3 separate regions of the Rattus norvegicus genome follow, and all the other regions are linked to region 1. A link is a contact called in public Hi-C data. All regions are on one chromosome and are shown on one strand. Each heading gives the region's core, a stretch centred on a gene start, on an enhancer-like site or on the middle of the called end of the contact. The rest is flanking DNA. Distances are from core to core; before and after follow the strand shown.

The links. Hi-C and Micro-C count contacts between places; a contact is called where the count stands out from the background.
Region 2: a contact with region 1 is called in a Hi-C map of liver, with 4 times the contacts expected there. The contact joins the promoter of Cox20 here to the enhancer-like site in region 1. A contact is called at or near these places in 6 of 12 Hi-C or Micro-C datasets (frontal cortex, kidney, liver and 2 more).
Region 3: a contact with region 1 is called in a Hi-C map of prefrontal cortex, with 2.1 times the contacts expected there. The contact joins the promoter of Efcab2 here to the enhancer-like site in region 1. A contact is called at or near these places in 4 of 12 Hi-C or Micro-C datasets (kidney, liver, mammary epithelial cells and 1 more).

Annotation. Positions count from the first base shown.
Region 1 is chr13:92,648,351-92,653,054 of GRCr8, reverse strand. No RefSeq gene overlaps it. Among named protein-coding and RNA genes, the nearest start is that of Hnrnpu, 32 kb to the right of the region's middle. Within about 2 kb of position 2,049, at least 87 of the 93 cell types and tissues checked have an H3K27ac peak or open chromatin away from gene starts, as enhancers often do. A contact at or near this core is called in kidney, liver and prefrontal cortex, where this site is marked.
Region 2 is chr13:92,597,782-92,602,485 of GRCr8, reverse strand. It overlaps Cox20 (cytochrome c oxidase assembly factor COX20), which reads right to left and starts at 2,527. Exons shown (of 4, transcript NM_001105976.1): 1 at 2,240-2,527. The coding sequence starts at 2,278.
Region 3 is chr13:92,682,029-92,686,732 of GRCr8, reverse strand. It overlaps Efcab2 (EF-hand calcium binding domain 2), which reads right to left and starts at 2,521. Exons shown (of 6, transcript NM_001105977.1): 1 at 2,266-2,521. The coding sequence starts at 2,296.

The DNA.
Region 1 (4,704 bases), core at 800-3,299:
TAGTCATGTGATGTCTCTCTGGGGTTTGTTTTGTTGTTGTTGTTGTTCTTTTGGGGGGCAGGGGTCTGTCTTTTTGAGACAGGTTTCTCTGTGTAATGCTCCTGGCTTTCATGAACTCACAGTCTCTCTTGTTTCTTAGACTCTCTAGGTTTCACGTCCTTTCTCTTCTGTGAATTTTATTGCTGAGGAACTCAAGTGTGCCCCCCCCCCGTTAAGTTTCCTATATTTTAAATTTTGTGAATTGCTTTCCCCGATCCCTGAATTGCATCATGGAGTCTTCTGGGGCTGTAGCAGAAGGACACAGAAATTACGGTTGAGGGGAGGTGTCTTAGTTAGGGTTTTATTGCTACAATAAACCATGACCAAAAACCATAACACCATGACCCAAAAGCAAGTTGCAGAGGAAAGGGTTTATTTGGCTTACACTTCCAGATCCCAGGCCATTATTGGAGGTTGTCAGGACAGGAACTCAAGCAGGACAGGAACTCAAGCAGGGCAGGAACCCTGGAGGCAAGAGCTGATGCAGAGGCCATGGAGGGTGCTGCTTACTGGGTTGCTTCCCCTGGCTTGCTCTGCTTGCTCTCTTATAGAACCCAGGACTACTATCTCAGGATGGCACCATCCACAACGGGTGGGGCCTCGCCTATTAATCACTAATTGAGAAAATGCCTTACAGCTGGATCTCGTGGAGGCGTTTCCTCAGCTGGGGCTGCTTTCTCTCTGCTGACTCTAGCTTGTGTCAAGTTGACACACAGAGCCAGCCTGTACTGCAGGGCATCCTGAACATCAAATGAATGAATGAAATAAGAACTGCAGCATTCTGAGGCCCATCGGTTACGGCAATCTTCATAAGCATTCAGAAATAACTCCCTTGGTCACCCCCGGAGGATGTGTGGATACAACTTTTCATTCCAATTCAGTGAGTCCGGGGTGCACTGTAACTCGGGGTAACGCCATAACTCACCAGGAAAGATCCTGCTCCTTAGAGGAGATGATAAAAGTGGTTCTGCTATTTAACTGCTAATGAAACAAAACCTCTAGCAAAGATTGTCAACGACGGCTACATTCACAGTTAAGAGGCCAACGGACAACCTTATAAAGGACTATACGAGGTGGACAACACCTGAACCCACCTTAGGATCACGGGAGGAAAGATAGAATAGGCTCTGTCTTTAATGCTCTAGGAAGTCTGCGGCCTCTGAAGTGGCTGAACTGTTAAGTCAGAATCCCCAGTGAGAGGTTTTAGCCAGGGAAGGTACATGACAGTCAAGTAAGAGTTCAACTCCTGAGACTGGAGTGATGGGGGGGCGGGGCGGGAACAGACTTCTGCACGTTGTCCTCTGACTTCCAGACCCCAATAAGTAAATATAATAAGAACTTTAGATAAATCAGGATCTAAGCCTCCATATGTAAATAACGGCTTCAAAATAGTTTGTACATCTCCCTCAAATGATTAAATAAAAAGGTCACTAGACATCAATGGGCATGTGTCAACCCAGACACTTCTGAACGGTGAAAATGGCCCATAATCCGGTTAAGTAAACCCAGGCCTTCACTCTCACTGTGCTAAGCCATGGAGGAGGGGTAAGGAGCAGCAACTGCCGAGCAGAGAGGGCTGTGAACTTTGGGACGCATCCGGAGTTATTTCCCTTCTAGACCTTTCCCCCTGTCCTTCTGAATGCAGGGCACTGTCCCCCGGCACAACATGCTTAGGTAAGTGCTCCATTATTGAGCTACTCCCCCCCCCCCGGACTCCCAGCGCTGTATTTATTGTTCCTTTGCTCCACTCACAGTTCCTGACACTTTATTTTTCTCTTACTTCATTTATCCATCCACTGCGCTGCTGGGGATCCCTGAGCTCCGCCCCCATGCCCTGACCTCTAGAAGGTGAACCTGTCTTCCGCAAATGACCTGGCTTTCCAAAACCGTAAGCATCTGTCGCGGAAGCGGGCATCACGAGTCCCTCCCGTGCGGCAAGCAGGGCGGAGGTGGCTGTGCTTGGCCACCGCGCTCACGTGACGCGGCGTGGACGCGCGCCCAGAGCGGCGCGCTGGGCCCCGCGCAGTTGTCAAGTGGGCTGGTGCCTGGCCCCGCCTGCCACCCTGGCCGTTCCCAGGAAGTGCAATGCGCACACCCGCCTGTCTCACGATTCCCCGGGGCCTGTGCGTATTTATAGTCCTAGCCCTGAAAGCCTAGGCCTCCTAGGCTTGCTCCTGACTTCCCTCCAGGATCCAGTTCCATGTCCCCAAAAAAGGCTATGCGGATCCACACAGCACTAGAACAGATAATTGCAGGCCCTCCTAAATGCCCATCTCAGAGATTACACGCCAGTCCACAGGGCTTAGCACATTGAATCAACCCGTACTGCTGCTCCACTTACGAACACTAAGGCGCACACACTTTTATTGGTGAGGAAGGTGTGCATGCCACAGGAGTTTTGGAAGTCAGAGAAAAACTTTTGAAGTCGATCTACTCCTTCTACTGTGTAGGGCCTAGGGATCGAACTCAGGGCATCAGACTTGGCACAAGCATCTTTGCCCTCTGAGCTACCTCATTAGGCACCAGGAAGATTTCAAAACATGGCGGCTCCTTTCATCTTTCTCTCTTTGTTTTCTAAATGCACAAAAGGCCGAATAGTGCTTCTAAAATACATTTTAAAGAATTATTTGATTCTAAAGAATAGAATTCACATGGTTTTCGTCTCTTTGGGTTTCTAACACAGCCGGAAAAGTTGGTAAGAAAAGATGAGTTTACAGGGTATCCCGGCCTTGGCCTTCGCTTTTGTCATCCTCATGGAGATCTGGAAGTCACTGTCCCCTCTGAGGGGTGAAACAAAAACAAAGTTCTGAAGTTCCCCGGATTTGCCCTTTTCTGTTTTCTTTTTTATGGAGCTAGTGTGGGAGACACTGGGAATGGTCTCAGATTTCTCAGCTTTACCAGATAAATCCAAAGGGGCACTTGGTTGTGCGGGGTGAAAGGTGACAGGTCCATCTCCTTGTTTACCTTCAGCTCGGAGGAGAACGATTATTCCAGACTGACATTCAATACAGACCTGCGGTCACTGATACGGCACCCGCAACCGAAAGCTTCCCCAACAAAGTGGAGCAGCATTGGCTAACTTTTAAGTCCCGACTGAAGGGCAGTTCTGTGAGACTCTGGTAAACAAAAGGCCTGTGGGTATCTCTCGAACAGAGGGGCGACTGGGGGGTCGGGTACTGGGGAATGGGGGAGACTGCAGGACAGATGGCCAAACCAGCGAAGCAAAGAGAACCATGTGTATGCAGTTAACATGAGCTCTCCAGGCCATGGAACATCCAAACACAAGTCTAGCTGTGAACAATAGTCCTTACATATGCTTCTGTGGCCCAACCAGCGGAATCTAAACTCCTGGGAATGGTTTCTATGTTGCTATCTCTAAGCAGAGAACAGACTGGATGAAGTGAAAAGACAGAATTCCTTTTGTTATATTGCATCAGCCATTGTCTCTCTCTTTGTAAGCCTCCTTACCCAACCGCTTTCTTTTAGAAGTTCCTGTTTGCTGCTTTGCTAGTGGTGTTTATAACCTGGGTATTAATTACTTCAAATGCTCGTTATCTTGTTTTTTTTTAAACTTTACTTAATACCAGGCAGTGGTGGTCCATGCCTTAAATCCCAGCACTTGGGGAGGCAAAGGTAGGTGGATCTCTGTGAGTTCCAAGCCAGCCTGGTCTACAGAGTGAGTTCCAGGACAGCTAGGGCTACACAAAGAAATCCTGTCTCAGAGAAAACAAACAGACCATACAAAAATCAAAATACAAAAGCAAACAAACAAAAAACATTGTTTTGACAACCCTGGTGTGATATTGTTAGGGATTTGCTTCAAGCCAATATAATGATTCTTGAAATTTCAGCTTATATTTGAGAAGCAACTGTTGCTAAGATTTTTTTTCCCAGAAAACTTAAATTACAGGATTGGAGAGATGGTGGGTGTGCAAGCGTGGGGACTGAGTTCAGATCTCCAGCACCCATTAAAATCCAGGCGTGACAGTGCATGCCTGCAACCCCAGTGCTGGGCGGTGAGCTCCTTGGGGCTGGACAGACAGACAGCCTAGCCATCCGTGTGCTCCAGCATCACTTGGAGTCCCATCTCAAAACATAAGACGGAGCTGGATACGGTTTTGTACTCCTTGAATCCCGCCACTCAGGAAGCAGGGGCAGAGGCAGGTGTCTCTGAGTTCAAGACCAGCCTGGTCTACACAACGAGGCAGCCAGAGCTGCACAGGGAGAACCTGTTTCAAAGAAAGAAAGATGGAAAAGCCATAGAGGAAGACCCCCTAACCTCTACATGTACACACACAGGTGAGCTCAACCCCACACATACCCTCATATGTATAAAAAAAGTTTATTCCAGCACATGGGAGGTAGGGAGGTAGAGGCAGGACCATCTCTTAAGTTCATGGCCAGCCTAGTCTACAGAGCAAATTCTGAGGCAGCCAAGGTTACACAGAGAAACTCTGTCTCAAACAAACAAACAAACACAGTCATTATCCATTAAGTACTCCTACCCATTAACTATTCCTATCGTGACAGCGTGTGCTGGATATGATTCCTGGGCCGTTTGCTCTGGTGCAGTGAAGGGACTGTGTGCTTGTCAAGGCCATGGCCACCCTCCCATTTTCTGATTCCGGTGTCCTGATGCACGGCTACAAGTGCTCAGGGTGTTCA
Region 2 (4,704 bases), core at 1,278-3,777, 51 kb after region 1:
CTCTGAAAGTCTGAGAAGCAAGACTACACACAACTGTGTAACAACATGTGTGAAAAGAAGCCATCCTCTATTGGATCCCAGCCCTGGAAAACAAATGTTTTCTACAGTGCCACTCAGTACAGCTAGAGGATTATTGCATAAGAAATGGAACCTATACTGGTGGGGAATGGAGTAAAAGACTTCAGATCCTGTTAAAGATAGGGTAGAACTGCACTTCCCTTAGCTCAAGAATCTGCTTGAAGATAACATGTAACTTGGTTTTCATTAAAGTACAATTCTTTCCCAGATGACTTGTTTTTCTTGTTTATATCACACACCCTGCTTTTGGATGGCTCAATACAACAGGACACATTGTGTGCTGTTGGTTTTTCACATAAATAAGCTACAGGTCTACTGGGGAACTCCCTGGAGGCATGGGGACCCTCTCTGGAAATGACTTGCTATGGCCTATTAGCATCTAGTCCATGATGAACTATGGACACATTCTGCCACAAGACGGGATGCCAAAGGGATTTCTGATGTTAATGAAAGCAGTCTGTACCACCTATATTCTTGCCTAGTTCAGACAGCTATAAATCTTTCCTTGTGAATGGCAAATGATTACACCTTTCTCCTTGGATGTTTCCAAAGCAGTCTGTGCTGGCTATCTGAGTGCCTGGGTTATATCCAATCATGCATGGTGGCTCTGACTGCAGTTCCAGAGAACACCAGGACACAAATGTTTAAGAGTACAAAACAAGGATGGAACTTTGTGATCCTATTGCAAAAGGAGACCTGGCTGGCATTAAACCTTTCGAGCCTCCAGTGGCAAGTTCCCCATCAATGTTCCCAGAGCCTGTTCTGTATTTAACCAGTCTTCCCTCCTAAAGGACTGCTATTTCATTTGAAAGGATTAAGTTCTGTAAGTTATCTGTGTAGGTCCCTGGCTTGGGCAGGTCTGTCACAAGGGTTTCAAGAAGGAAAGTGGTAAGCACCTTTACCCTCTGATCCAGCTTCTACATTGTTTTTGCAAACTACCACTTTTCTGTTCCCTTTTATGGAAAGACTACTGATATTACCTAGATGCCCCTCCTTTTACTTAAAGGTTAATTTAGTGCCTACATGCTCATGGCCACTATTTAGGTCATTATGCTTAGATTCCATCTCACTGGGAATCTCAGCAATTGTTTGGTATAGTTTACAGTAAATGTCTCTTGGCTTGCTAATCCACTGGCCTGGGGATTTGGCAGCAATGTTCCAGTAGCAGTGTCCCTCCTTTAATGGATTTAGTTTTGCCTTGTGGCTTGCTATTCCAACTGAATACCATTTATTCGACTCCCCATTGGTGAGATTTAAATTGTATTCATATGCTTATTTACTCATTTTGTAAATTAAAAGTATTTTCAAATCGTTTCTTTTGCTTCCAAAGTCTGTTTTTTCTGAGGTTTTCTTTGTAGCCCTGGCTATCCTGGAACTCTGGTGCTGGTTTAAAGGTGTGCTCCACCCCAAATCTTAACAGCCTTATTTTTCAGTTAAAGAGCAGAACTCCAGTGTTTTATCTTTGTCAAATATAAAGGAACCTCAATAAAGAGGATTGTCAAATCCACGTGCAGTTGTTTCACCAAGTCTAGATGAGATACGAAGCAAACCACTATATTTGACTTTCCTTGTAGTGCTACCAAGTTTTCATTTGATCTGATGATATATTGTGGACACTTTACCGTGACACCTTCCTGTAGCCATTCTATTAGGCATAGTTCATGGCCAAATTAGTTTTATCCCGGCTACCTTAAGTGAATGAAATTAGACTATTCCATTACCCAAGTAGGATGTCAGCTTCATGGAGAATGGAGGCTTTTATCTTTTTTGATAAGAGGCCGAACTGCAGTACATAATGAACAAATCTACCATACCTGTGAATGTGCGCTCTTGTAAGGAAATGGATTGACATTATCTGGCCCAGAACTATTAACCCCTGCCTCAGCCTTCTAGTGTGGAGATTGCTGGCATGCGCCACCACGCCCAGCTCTCGATTTCTCATGGCCCTTCTATTAGTCCTTTCTAACAAGTACAGTGTATGCTAGGTTTGGATCAGTCGCCCTTTTCTGATCCTGCGGGCCTGCCTGCTCTTCGCTACTTTAACTGGCAATTTAGACATCTGGGATATGAGGACTAGACCTCGCGGCCATGCGGATAGGTCTAGGAAACCGAGTCGCCCTACTGCGCATCTTTCCCCCGCGTGCCCCACGGCGAACATTACCTTTTTCTCCGGCTCGTGGGGCTCCGAGGCGGCAGCCATGGGTGCAAGTAGTCGCTACCGCCCCGCCCAGGCCCGCGACGGAAGCAGTACGGGCTCCGCCCACCCTCCCTCACGGCGGCGGCCATCTTAGGGAGCGATCCTGGGGCCGTCCCGAAGCCCGCCGTGGCCCCCTCTTTTGTTCCTTGGAACCAACCACACTGTTTTTCCAACCCCGCAACAGACCATCAGGAATGGAACACAAGAGGAGACAACCTAGAGAAGCTCCACCGGTTCCTGTCTCGCAGGCGGGGCGGCCCGAGACAAGGAGCATCGAGAAACTTCGCTTCCCTTCAGCCCCTCCTCCACCTTAACCGCCATTTCCAACCGTTGTGCGCGTTCCCGTGCTGGGCGCGGGGCGCGCGCCGAGGGCGGAGCCGGGACCGCGCGTCCGGCGCTGCTTTGTCCTCCGAGAGGGCGGGAGTCCGGGCTTGACGGTCCCCGCATTGCCGGAAGTCGCCTGGCGCTGTTTCCGCGGGCCTTGTCCCCTACGTGTCCTTTGTCCTGGCTTTGGTGACCTTGACAACCTGCATCCCCAGCCTCAGTCCCTCGCGGCGATCTCCAAGCGCCCGGCGGGCAAGCCCACGCCCCTCCCCCTCCGGCCCTCAGATTTAGAACGTTAAAAATAGCTCGCCGCTCGCGCGGAGGAGACCCAGGACAAAATGGAGGCGGCCGCTATCTAAGGGGCATGCGTCAGGCGGCAAGTGCCTTCCTTCGGGAGGGAGGCCGTGGGGTGACGCGACGGTGACAGAGCGGGAAGGAGCCCAGAACGTGTGTGTCGCTTGGGCCCAAGTTTCAGCCAGTTCAGCAGGCGGTGGCGACTCCGTTTTCGGGTTAATGTCCTGGGTCCGGCCTTTTGCCTTTCTTTGTTTACCTCTGTATTTCCCGATTTGGTCTCTTCGGTTCCAAACGGCCCTTCCCCGGAAAATGTCCAGGCCTGTCATTGTGCAGAGTCATGCTGGTTTTAATGTAGCGTGCTGCACACTCCTTGCCCGATAGTGTTAGCCGGGAGGGTCTCATCTTAACTACCATGCCGACTGTTTACTGTGTCATACTTCATGTTCATTAACTGCTTTCCGCCAATCCCACGGGGTAAAGGTGATCTATATTTCTCCTTATGTGTAATAGGGTTTTTTTGTTTTTTGTTTTTTTAAGGAAACTGAACAGTTAGAATAGGACTAGAAAGGGAATCTTGACAGTTTGGAATGCTCTGCTGAAATTCTTGGCCAGCCAGGCTTTGCATTCTTACTGGAAGGTAATATTTAAGGCAGTAATATTCCATAAAGGAGAGGAATTTTTTTGCATCCTTAATTGCCGTATAAAGGACGTAACGGGAAAAGTACCGAGAAAATAACGTTGCCATTTTATTTGTGACTGAGACGTTGCTAGGGTATACTGAGTTGGAGGACAATTCACTTGTTTGAAAAATGTCCTCATGGATTCGCTGAAGTTTCTTAATTTAACAAAAATTGAATATTCAGTTTTTTTCTTTTAACAGTTAATAGTGAAAAGTAACAAGCTCACTGTTGCCCCTTCTCCCTGAAGTTGTGGATGAAAAAAACCAATTTCACCTTAAAAGGAATAGAGTTTATTCTGCACTAAAATGTGAGTGACCATGACCTATGAACAGATTTCAGCCTGCCCCCAACATAAAACTGTTAGAGTTTTATGAATTTTATGTGGTGAAAAAGAGATAAGACACTTCAATTTATAGAATGTCTCTGGCTATAGGCCTTAGATTTCATCTGATAACATTCTTAGTCTTTGGGATTGGCGGAAACTAGTGTTCTGTTTGTACATTCTGGAAGGACAGTCACAAGGAAAGATGCTAAGCAGAAGTGGGCAATGAGAGGTTATCTGGAAGGCTCTGGAGAGCCCAAGATAATTTTAGCCTCAGGCTTCAGCATTCCAGGCCTCTGCTATCACAGAAGAATCAGCCTTGTAGAACTTTTAACTCAGCATTGGGTGAGTGGGTGTGTGGCTTTCCCCTCCTAGGAACTAGAGTTAACAAAGGAGTTAACCGTTGTGGTTTTCCAAACTTTTCCTTTTTCTTAATTAAAATTATTATGCACATTCATTTTGCAGTCGTTTAAAATAATACTGGATGTGGACGTGTTGGCTCTCACCTAAAAGCCCAGCATTCAGGTTGAAAGAGTAGGTTTCTTGTGACTTCAAGGCCAGCTACAAAGTGAGACTCTGTCTCAGAAAAATTGATAAATAGTAACAATGGAGGGTTTGAGAGTAGAACTCAGTGGATGAAGAATGTTTACCGAGTATACCCAAGACCTTGTTTTGATTTGATACCCAGAACTGTTAATACATACACAGACACAAAAAATTTTAAACCTACCAGAATACATGTAGTAAAAACTATAGCCTCCAATCTATTATATAATCTTTTTTACATTAACTTGATATGATCAGAATGG
Region 3 (4,704 bases), core at 1,272-3,771, 33 kb before region 1:
GTTTTGGAAACTAAAGAAACAGAAATTCTGTCTGTCTCAGTCTCTCTTTTAAGTTTAAAAATTGTAAAAAAAAAAAAAAAAAACAGACTGTGCATGGTGACACACATTTTTAGCACTCACTCAGATGCAGAGTCAGGTGGATCTCCAGGAGTTCCAGACAATCAGAGCTACAAGGTGAGACCCTGTCTGCTGTCTGTCTGGCTGTCTGTCTGTCTCTGCCTGCCTCTCTCTCTCTCTCTCTCTCTCTCTCTCTCTCTCTCTCTCTGCATGTAATTTTAAATTGTAAAAACCTACAGTATACTCCAATGCTACCCTAAATAAGTCTAAAACAAAAAACAAAAACAAAAACAAAAACAAAAGCAAATAGAGGGCTGAAGAGATGGATATTTGCTCACACTGTGAATCCCTATTGTGTTATTTACTGGAAAATCTGTCTCTAGTTGTGTGGATCAGCTTTAGCATACACCTTTATCTAAGAGCTTTCTGCTTGGATATTGTTAACAGGATTAAATAAAGTCAACCATAAGTCAAGAGGTAGAGCAAGCAACCAATTGACAGGGAGTGAACACAGGATTATTAAGAAAAAAAACAATGCCTAGGACATTAGCTGAGGAGGAAGGTAAGCTGGGTGCTTTCTCTGCTTCTCTGAGCTAGCAAGCTTTCACCACAGCATCTGGCTCCTGGGTTTTCATTGGTAAAATCAAATGATTGAGATTTTGTTTAAAAAACCAAACAAAAAAAAACAAACAAAAAAAAAAAACAAAAAAAAAACAAAAAACAAAAAACTGATAGCTCAGAGGTTAATAAGAGCACTACCTACTCTTCCAGAGGACTCTGGATCAATTCCCAGAACCCACATGGCAGTTCACAACTGTCTGCAACTCCAGTTCCAGGGGATCTGACACCCTCACACAGACACACGAAGGCAATAATGCACCAATGCACATAAAATAAATTAATTAAAAAAACTAATTATCTCCTAATGTTTTCCCCCTTTTCTTTCTTTGGGGTGGGTATATAAAAGTTTAATTAAATAAAAATACCTTATGGGGAAGTTTTTTTTTATCTAAAACATTTTTCATACAACATATTTTGATCATTTTCTTTCCCCTCCCCCAACGCCTCCCGGATACTCCCTGCCCTCTAACTTCATATTCTTTGCAAAAAACAACAAAGTAAAAGAAACCTTCCACTTCTAAAGCAGCACCACAAAATTGTTATACCTTAGTGGAGTTGAAACTTGAAACTACAATCCGACTTCTGAGATTAATTTTACCATCTATAAATCGCAGGTTTCCTGGTTATCAATAAGCAGATCTCTAGCAGGGTCTCATGTTTTCCCTGCTGGTTTTCTGTATTCACCATGACGATGGACTAAACATCTCATGTAAATATTAGCTGTTAACCTAACTACTTTGTTCCAAACAGGGAGAAGGGGGGAGGGCCGGTAGGGTGTGTGGTGATCAAAAACTGCAACAAAGATGGACTGTTCCTTTCACTTTTTGCAATGTTTGCCCTTTTCTATTTTGGGGCTTGGTTGATTTATTTACTTAGCCGTGATTTTGTCAATTATCACGTAATGGCTGTTGAGTCACTAGAGGCTAACCACGGATCCGATTTTTAAGTCATTCTACTGGGTCAGCAACAACTCAAAAGGTCTTCGGAGTTCAACGTGGATCATTAGTTTTTCGGGTCCCCTGAGGCCTCGCGGGTCCCCGGCAGGTCTGAGCGACCCGAGAGGTCCCGGCTGGGTTTTCTTTCTGCCTTTAAAGTGATTTCGTGGGTACTTGTTTCTTAAGCACCGCTCCAGCGCGACCTAGGCAGCCACGGCCCAATCTGACCAAGAGGCCGCGCTCCGCCTGGCGGAGGAGGAGGCAAGATGGAGGCGGCCAGCGCCTGGGGCCGGGCTGGGCGGGGTTTCTGCACGGCCGCAAAGGATCCCGCCAGGTTCTAGCGCCAACTTCTGTCCTCCATGAGGCCGCCCTCCGGGTACCCACAGCCTAGACCGCGGCCCGCGCCCTTACGGGGCGTGGAGGGACCAGGGACAAGGACGCCATTATTAGCCTCCCGGGCGGGGGCCACAGCCAAGACCCGCGCAGACCTCTCAAGGGGAAGGGAGGGCGGGGCGGCCGAGGGCGGAGGAGCGGGGCTGGGCCGACAGCGGGGGCGCTGGCTGGCGCCGCTCCTCAACCCACCGTCCGCCCGCCAAGGGGCTCAAGATGGAGACCTGGCTGCGCTTCTCAGGCTCCCTAGTCAGGACCCTACCTGTACTCTCCGGGTCCTTTTCCTCCGCCATCTTGGTGCGGAGCCCGTCGCCTGGGAGATCCCATCACAAACCCTGCGGGCCGCGCGAGGGGGACGAGGCGGAGGAAGCCCCTCGACGCGCGGTGGCCGTCTCCCAACCCCCCAAGAACTGAGGCCGGCGTTCTTTGGGCCTAGGGGAGTCATTTATTAATAAGGCCCCGAGCCGGCCTTGGCCTGGTTGCGACTGTCAAGGACGTAGGGTGCCTTGTTTGTTTATTTATTCACTTATTTAATTACTTATTTTATTTAGCTTTTTTTTCGCCGTGTCAGGTGCGCCTCAGAACCCGGTGCAGACCTGGCGGCCCCTGCACGTTCCGCGGTCCTTCCCCGAAAAGCCTCCGCCCACCCCTACCCCACCAGGCCTTGTGCTCTCCCGCGTCACCCTCTCCTAAGCAGAGCCAGTCTGCGACTCAGGGAACTGGAGCGAAAACGGACGTGGGCCGGGCGCTGGAGGAAGCCAAGCCTCTCCCCGGGATCGCGGGGGGGGGGGGGGGGGAACTTGTAGAAAAACATGTGCAAAATAGGCGCAAACACTGCGTCGCCAAGGCTGCAATTTCTAATACAAAATAGTGTTCTCATAGCAACAAATAGATTGCCGGTCCGCTCTCGGGTGTCGCACACATTGATGTGTTGATGGTACAATTTGGCATGACCTTCCAGTGAGAATTCTGAGTCCTGAGAAACTTGGCTACAGCATGTTTTGTTATTTTATGGATAAGCTCAGAATACTAGGATATATTCTTTTAAAAAAAAAAAACAGTTTTAAAATACCTAGCAATGTGACTCAAATGAATATCTAGCTTTAATCTTTAATGATATTTCATTGTATATGTATACTTGTTTAATTTTTTTATAAAAGTAACTAAATGTTGAGACCTTTAAAATGCAAGGTAAGTATTTAATTTTTGTTTTGTCTTGTTTTTTATTAATTTCTTTATTCACTTTACATATAAAAATAATTTTTTTATTACTAGTGCTTAGTCATTGAGTTTCTATAATCTCAGAATGAGCCCTCAGAGCAGGCCAACTGTATTCTTCATTAAAACATTTTTTTTCTATAGAAAATAACGATTTGATGAGGTGTCTAACTACAAAGTTGAATAATCAGAAAATGGTGCATATTAAGAAATACTTCCGGGGCTGGGGATTTAGCTCAGTGGTAGAGCGCTTACCTAGGAAGCGCAAGGCCCTGGGTTCGGTCCCCAGCTCCGGAAAAAAAAGAACCAAAAAAAAAAAAAGAAAAAAAAAAGAAATACTTCCAAGATGAACTCAGATGTGCATAGTAAATTTATCACCCCAAAATATGGCGGAGTTATCAGCACCAAATTAATATTTACAGCCTGTGTTCTCCCTTTACTCTCACTGAAGAGGAAGGACTTTGCAGCAAGTGTGGGAAGAGAACTGTCCCTTCCTGATTTGCAGATGATCCTGAAGTTCGCCTGCCCCTAAAGTCTTTCTCTACCTCTTCCTCAGCGGGCCCATAGTCAGAGTTTTCAAAATGGTTTATACTGCTTTTATCGTATTTTATTTACTTGTTTCTACCACATACATTTCCAGCCGTAAAGTTGTGCTATACACTGGGACATTCTGACCGGAATTGTGTGTGAGAGGTGTGTGTGTTGTGTGTGTGTGTGTGTGTGTGTGTGTGTGTGTGTGTGTGTGTGTGTGTGTGAAAGATCACACTCATAGTCAGGAGATGGAGGCAGGAGGATCAGGAGTTTAAGGTCAGGGCTGGAGAGATGGCTCAGCGGTTAAGAGCACTGACTCCTCTTCCAGAGGTCCTGAGTTCAATTCCCAACAACCACAGGGTGGCTCACAACCATCTGTGATGGGATCTGAAGTCCTCTTCTGGAGTGTCTGCAGACAGCGACAGTGTACTCACATGCATGAAATAAATAAAGACTGAGTTCAAGGTCAGTGTGAGGATGCAGATTTTACTCAATGGTAAGAGGAACATGCTTACCATTCATAAACCCTAGGTCCAATTCCCGGCACCAGGAAAAGGAAACTAGGACAAAAAGGCTTGGACCTGAGATAGTTAAACTATTAGAATATGTTAGCTAACACTCCCCCTCCAACTTTGAAGACAAGTGAGAGAGCTTCCCCACATCCACAGTACCTAACCTCATTGGAGCATATTTTAGATAATATAATCTCCAACTTGGTTAATGTAGGCTTATTTTTTTTTTCAAAACCAACTTTTAATATGGATGCTTAAATGTTTTAACTTCCTTTCTAGCCCGCCACCCACCAGAGGTAGTGGAAAGAAAGGTTATTAGGATATGGGGGAAGTGGACCTCTTTAGAAATTGTTCTTTGGAATGAATCCCATCTGTGTTGTCAGGAAATCGGCAGTTCAGTTCACAGGAGTCAGCAGTGGCAGCTCAATCCACTCGAAAAC